Linked DNA regions of Mus musculus: region 2 is linked to region 1. Evidence: chromatin contacts called from public HiChIP or PLAC-seq data. All regions are on one chromosome and are shown on one strand. The core of a region is the stretch at or near the end of the contact, and the rest is flanking DNA. Distances in the headings are between cores, read along the strand shown. Region 1 overlaps Ctps2 (cytidine 5'-triphosphate synthase 2). Region 2 holds the start of Grpr (gastrin releasing peptide receptor).

What was found. HiChIP or PLAC-seq counts read pairs in DNA pulled down with a chosen protein or histone mark.
Region 2: a contact with region 1 is called in an H3K27ac HiChIP or PLAC-seq map of the NIH/3T3 cell line, with 7 times the contacts expected there. The contact joins the promoter of Grpr here to the enhancer-like site in region 1. A contact is called at or near these places in 11 of 39 promoter capture datasets (the 3T3-L1 cell line, the C10 cell line, cranial neural crest and 6 more) and 4 of 115 datasets of contacts at active chromatin or transcription factors (the NIH/3T3 cell line, VIP interneurons, astrocytes and 1 more).

Annotation. Positions count from the first base shown.
Region 1 is chrX:162,990,278-162,993,022 of GRCm38.p6, reverse strand. All of the region lies in intron 14 of Ctps2 (cytidine 5'-triphosphate synthase 2), which reads right to left. Among named protein-coding and RNA genes, the nearest start is that of S100g, 27 kb to the right of the region's middle. Within about 2 kb of position 1,427, at least 37 of the 459 cell types and tissues checked have an H3K27ac peak or open chromatin away from gene starts, as enhancers often do. A contact at or near this core is called in the NIH/3T3 cell line, astrocytes and embryonic fibroblasts, where this site is marked.
Region 2 is chrX:163,548,322-163,551,066 of GRCm38.p6, reverse strand. It overlaps Grpr (gastrin releasing peptide receptor), which reads left to right and starts at 1,331. Exons shown (of 3, transcript NM_008177.3): 1 at 1,331-2,185. The coding sequence starts at 1,770.

The DNA of each region.
Region 1 (2,745 bases), core at 178-2,677:
CATCACAATGGAGGTTCAGAGTTGGCTCAGTGGCTTTCTAACAAGTGACCTGGATGACAAAGATTCCGTTCTATGTATAATGGTCATTGGGTCCGAGGGTGTGACAAGAATAACTGAAATGCTGCACATAGTGTCTTCACTCCTGACACTGTACCCAGTCAGGAGCTAAGTAATGATAGCATATGCCTAGAACCCCAGCTCCTTGAAGGTGAAGGCAGGATGGAGAATTCCAGACAAACCTTGGCTACATACTGAAAGACAGCCTCAAAAACCCAACGACTGGGGTGTACCTCAGAAAGAACACTTGTCTCGTACACACAAGGTTCTCTACCTCCAACTCCACAAAGAAAGAAAAGTAAAGTATAGAATCAGGGCCTGCTTCCAGCTTTCTCCTTTCCTTGCGACTTTTGGGCTTTAATGTCATTTCCATTTTTATGAAACAACTCAGTAATTTTCAATATTTAAGTAGCTTCCCTTTCCCTAACTTTATATGTTTGCAGTCATATTTTATGTCAATTTTACTCATCTTTTAAATTCTATTTTATGTGTACTGGTGGTTTGCCTTTAAACGGCAGGCATTTAAGTGCATACCATATGAGTGCCTGAGGCCAATGGATAGCAGAACAACATCTGAGTCCCTGGAACTAGAGTTACAGGTGGTTGTGAGCCACCTTGTGGGTGCTTGGCAATCTAACCCATGTTCTCTGGGAAAGCAGCCAGTGTTCTTAACCACCCAGCCATCTCTCCAGCTTAGTATGACTCGTTTTCAAGGTTCAACCATCACAATTTAAATGTCATCCCTGCTTTTAACCCTACATTGCAGTGCTTTGTTCTCTGTCATAGATTTTGCTTGTTGGGTGCTGAGGCTAGGGTCGTGTGCATGTTAGGCAAGCACTCTACAACCTCACCCCAGCCTCTTTATCTAAGATAAAGAAGGCAGGAGTAGAGGGAAGAAAGAGAACCTGTAAGCCACAAAGGTAATGTGATTCCCTTCTCCTCGAGCCAGTCTCATTCCTACCCCACCCGTGTGCTGAGCTTCACCAGGCTCTCATACGTGATTGGCAAGCACGCCACCAAGGAGCCACACCCCCTAGTGCAGCTGATTCCCATTCTTTATTGTTGTTTTCCTTTGTTCTCAAGACAGGGTCTTAACTGTAGCCGTGGTAGGCCTGAAATTTGTGGTGGTTCTTCTGTGTGTGACTCCTAAGTGCCAACAACACAGTCATGCGCCACCCAGGATCTATTTGTAGTTGTGGGTTTCTTGTTTTCTTGAAACCAGGTCTCAGGCAGCCCAGGCTCAACTCAAACCCACCATGGAGCTGAGAATAACCTCGAAGTCCTGACTTTCTTGCTTCTAACTCCTGAAAGCTGAGATCTCAAGACATGTAGTACCCCCATGGCTGCTTTGGTTGCTGCTGGGGATCACGCCCAGAAACTCATGAATTCCTGGCAAGCACTCAACAAACTGAGCCACCACATTCCTAGCCCCTGACTACCGATCTTTTGAGTTTTGTTTTGTTTTTTTGAATTTATTTCTTGAGACAGAATCTCATTATTTATTTCTGACTAGCTTGGAACTTGCTATGTAGACCAGGCTGGTCTTAAACTCACAGAGCTCCAATACTACCTCTGCCTGCCAAGTGCTGGCATCCAAGGCATGTGCCACCATGCCCAGATGACCCCCGGTCTTACCAACAGGTCACAGATTGAAGTTTGGGGTAATCTGTGACAGGCTCACAGATGAATACAGTAAATGCTACCTGCTGACTATCCCAACAGCCCCACTAGAGCAATACCTTGTATGTGCTAGACAGCAGCCTAGGGACTTCCACATGGAATCCAGCTCGCTCTCAGAAGAACCCTATGAGGCCTTCTTCTTATTCAGTGATTCCAAGGCAGAAGCTGTAGCCACAAGTAAGTACGCGGCTCCAGTGCTGGAGATCTGAGGCACGAGGGGCTTTTGGAAAACAGTGAGTGTCTCAGAGCCACTACCCTAGTCAGGGGTCAGGAAAGAGCCAGTCTGATAAGAAGGGCATGACATCCTACCCTTTAAGGATGAAGGGGGTACTCATGAGCCTCCATATTCACAAGCACACTTCAGCAAAGGGTTTCCCAGCAAACAACAGCAAAAAGCTAGGACGAGAGCCCCCCAAATCCCTCACCTACCTTCCACGCCCAGTAATATGGACCCTGGCAGGGGCTATGGGAAGGCTGGCAGCAGTGTGGTACCCCTTAAGGACCCCACCGTTTTCCTCTTGAACAGGTCTCTGTATGGTTACAAAGTGCTGTGGTATAGACATAAGACTCCTTAGTAAATCACCTCATTAACCCAGGCAAGGGTATTTGTAGTTCTATTTGCTTGTTTGTTTTGAACTTCCTAATAATCTAATCGCATTAGAAAGAGGAGGCAGTTTCGCTGTATCAGGCTTAGACAAGAAAAAAAATAAAACAACAGTCACTTTTCTAGCCCCTAAAATTGTGTTCTCCCACATCCCCGTTTCTTTCAGTTCTCAGACTTAACCACTTCACAGGGCCAGGGCCAGGGCCAGGGCTTCTACCTCAACTCAGTATTCACTCAGTGTCCTCCTAATTGGCCTCCCAGCTCTGTTCTTTCAGGGACAAACCACACCTCCTTCTCTTACAACAAATAGAACCAACCACTCGAGTCAAGCTCTCCTCATTTGTTTGGTTGGTTGGTTAGTTGGTTAGTTTGTTTTGTTTTTTCAAGACAGGGTTTCTCTGTGT
Region 2 (2,745 bases), core at 82-2,581, 560 kb before region 1:
AAATGGGTGGGTCTGTCAGGACTGAAGCTCATGTCCTGTATCAATAAGTTGTACTTCTAGCAACTGATTGACACCACTAGACTCATGTTTATTGGCTCAATCCTGGCAGTGCTGGACTCCACTAAGAAACCCTTCTACCTGCAAGCATGTAGCATCATCAATCTTCTGACTGCTGCCTACAAGGACTCTTTCATGTTACCAAAAGGGCACCACAGTCACCTGGCCATCAAATGCTGCAAAGGTACATGGCAATGCCTTTGGAAGCTTTCTGGGTGGGCCCTGACATGGTATCAAGCAGTTTTCTTTATTTATTATGGGTCCTGAAATATGAGCCTTTCCCTAGCACTGTCTGTTATTAACTAGCTTTCTGACACATATCAAAAAGGACCGGCTCAATAGATACCATAAAGGTATAGCCTTATGATGTACTTGTTAGTGCTAGCAAAAGGTCAAGTCTCATTCTGATAGCATTTTAATAGAGTATTTCTCAGCACTCCTTTGACCATAACTCATTTCTTTCACTAGCTCCCCACCCCCTCTGTCTCTTGTTTCCTGTTTCTTGAGAGAATCTACAACCGTTGTATACTTCGGAGGAAATTGACAGCTTGCCAAAAATGCAAAAAGCTACACCAAAAAGCCAGCTCATATGATTTTTAGATCAAAAGAAAATAATGCGCTTTAAATTTGGTTTGAAAAAGATCATCCATTGATCTATGTGTGCTGAGCCTGCAGCTGGCTCCATAGTCAGAGGCTTGGGAAGTTTTCAAGAAAGAGCACATGTGCACCGTACTTCTGGTTTTCCTGAAGTCTGTTGCTGTAGGTTTAAGGTGTGAGTCCGTGCATGCAGTTCTCCGTAGCAGTCCCTATTCCGAGGGAACTAACTGGGACAGCTCACACACAGACCTAGATGTCCCATTTTAATACATTAGTAAAGATTAGAAACAGGAGGGTCCTGAGTCACATCTGAACTCATGGAGATAGTATCAGAGATATTCCCAGACTTTGCAGCGAACAGCATTTATTAAATGCCTGCTATTAGGTGCTCCCAGCTTAAATGAAAAGGCAAAGGTATCTATCTATTAAGCCACTTAGGAGTTGTGATCTGCTGCCTGATTCTCATTTGAAGAAAGCAGGCAGCTGGGCAGTGATTGAAGCGTCCAGCAGGGGGCTGGCATTCGCTGTCTATACATGGTCCTGGCTCCACTTCAGAGCGGCAGCTCAGGAGAGCTGCCGTTTGCTAGGGAAGCCAGTGACGTCCAAAGCATCCTGCCTATAGGATTGGAGGCTTTCTTGGTGCAGTTTTTTTCTACCCACTTTAAACCTTCAGGTTCTACAAATCAGGGAAGACGGGAAATGCTGTGTGAAAATAGCAATCCAAAAGTTCTTAGTAAACTGCAGCCAGAGAGACTCAGTCTAGGATGGAGGTAGGAAGAGCTGAGACAAAGTGGGCTTAATTCTAAGCTTTTCTTCAGGCTGAGTTTCTGTTGCTTGTTAACTTAGTGAATGTACAGATGTATTGCTTGCTGGTGGTGTGAAGGCTGGGACAGAACCAACATCAACAAACTGAGCTAGAGTTTGGAATACCAGTGTGTGTGTGTGTGTGTGTGTGTGTGTGTGTGTGTGTGTGTGAATTCAGAGTGTTTTAAAGAGAGATCAAGAGGCTCACACAGATCAGCGAGCCTAACTGACAAACCTTCAGCGCCTAACTGAAAAACCCAGAAGTTACAAAGCAGCATCTTGAAGGCGCATTTGAAGAGAGAAGCTTTGAGATGGCTCCAAATAATTGTTCCCACCTGAACTTGGACGTGGACCCTTTCCTGTCCTGCAACGACACCTTCAATCAAAGTCTGAGTCCCCCCAAGATGGACAACTGGTTTCACCCGGGCTTCATCTATGTCATCCCTGCAGTTTATGGGCTTATCATCGTGATAGGTCTTATTGGCAACATCACGCTCATCAAGATCTTCTGCACGGTCAAGTCCATGCGAAACGTGCCAAACCTGTTCATCTCTAGCCTGGCTTTGGGAGACCTGCTGCTGCTGGTGACATGCGCCCCTGTGGATGCCAGCAAGTACCTGGCTGACAGGTGGCTATTTGGCAGAATTGGCTGCAAACTGATCCCCTTTATACAACTTACTTCAGTGGGGGTGTCTGTCTTCACACTTACGGCACTGTCAGCTGACAGGTAAGTACTCATTGGAAGTTATATCCTCTCTTGGGGTGGCGGACCACTCAGTGAATCACATGAGAGAGCTGTCTACCCTAAAGGGAACTTTTACTCAAACTCACAATCCCTTCCAGGCATGGTTTTGTTCTGAAAATTACTTCTGGAGTTTGGCATATTAGTTTAAGAAAAGAAAAATGAGAGAATGGTGGAGACCCGAGGAGACAAATGAGAATTAAATCTCTAAGCCTGAGACTGAGGGGCATTTTTTTTCTGAAGAAAAATCATTGCCTTTCCCTGTCTTCTCCTTCTCTGAAAAATTAATTGAACAGTGAGAAGGACAATCCTACCCTACAGTTTCAACCTCAGGCTAGTGTTTTTTAGAAGCAATTCAGAATCCTTCAGAAAATAGAGAAGTTCCCACTGACCCTCTGTAAAATCTCCTTTGAGAAAGAACAACAACAACAACAAAGGCTCCATTTCTCTGAATTTTGTCTTCCTTGGACAGTCTTAACTTTTCTTACAGTTCATTTTTAGGTATGACTGAACAGAACAGTTGTGTGTGAATTTTTCCAAGTCTC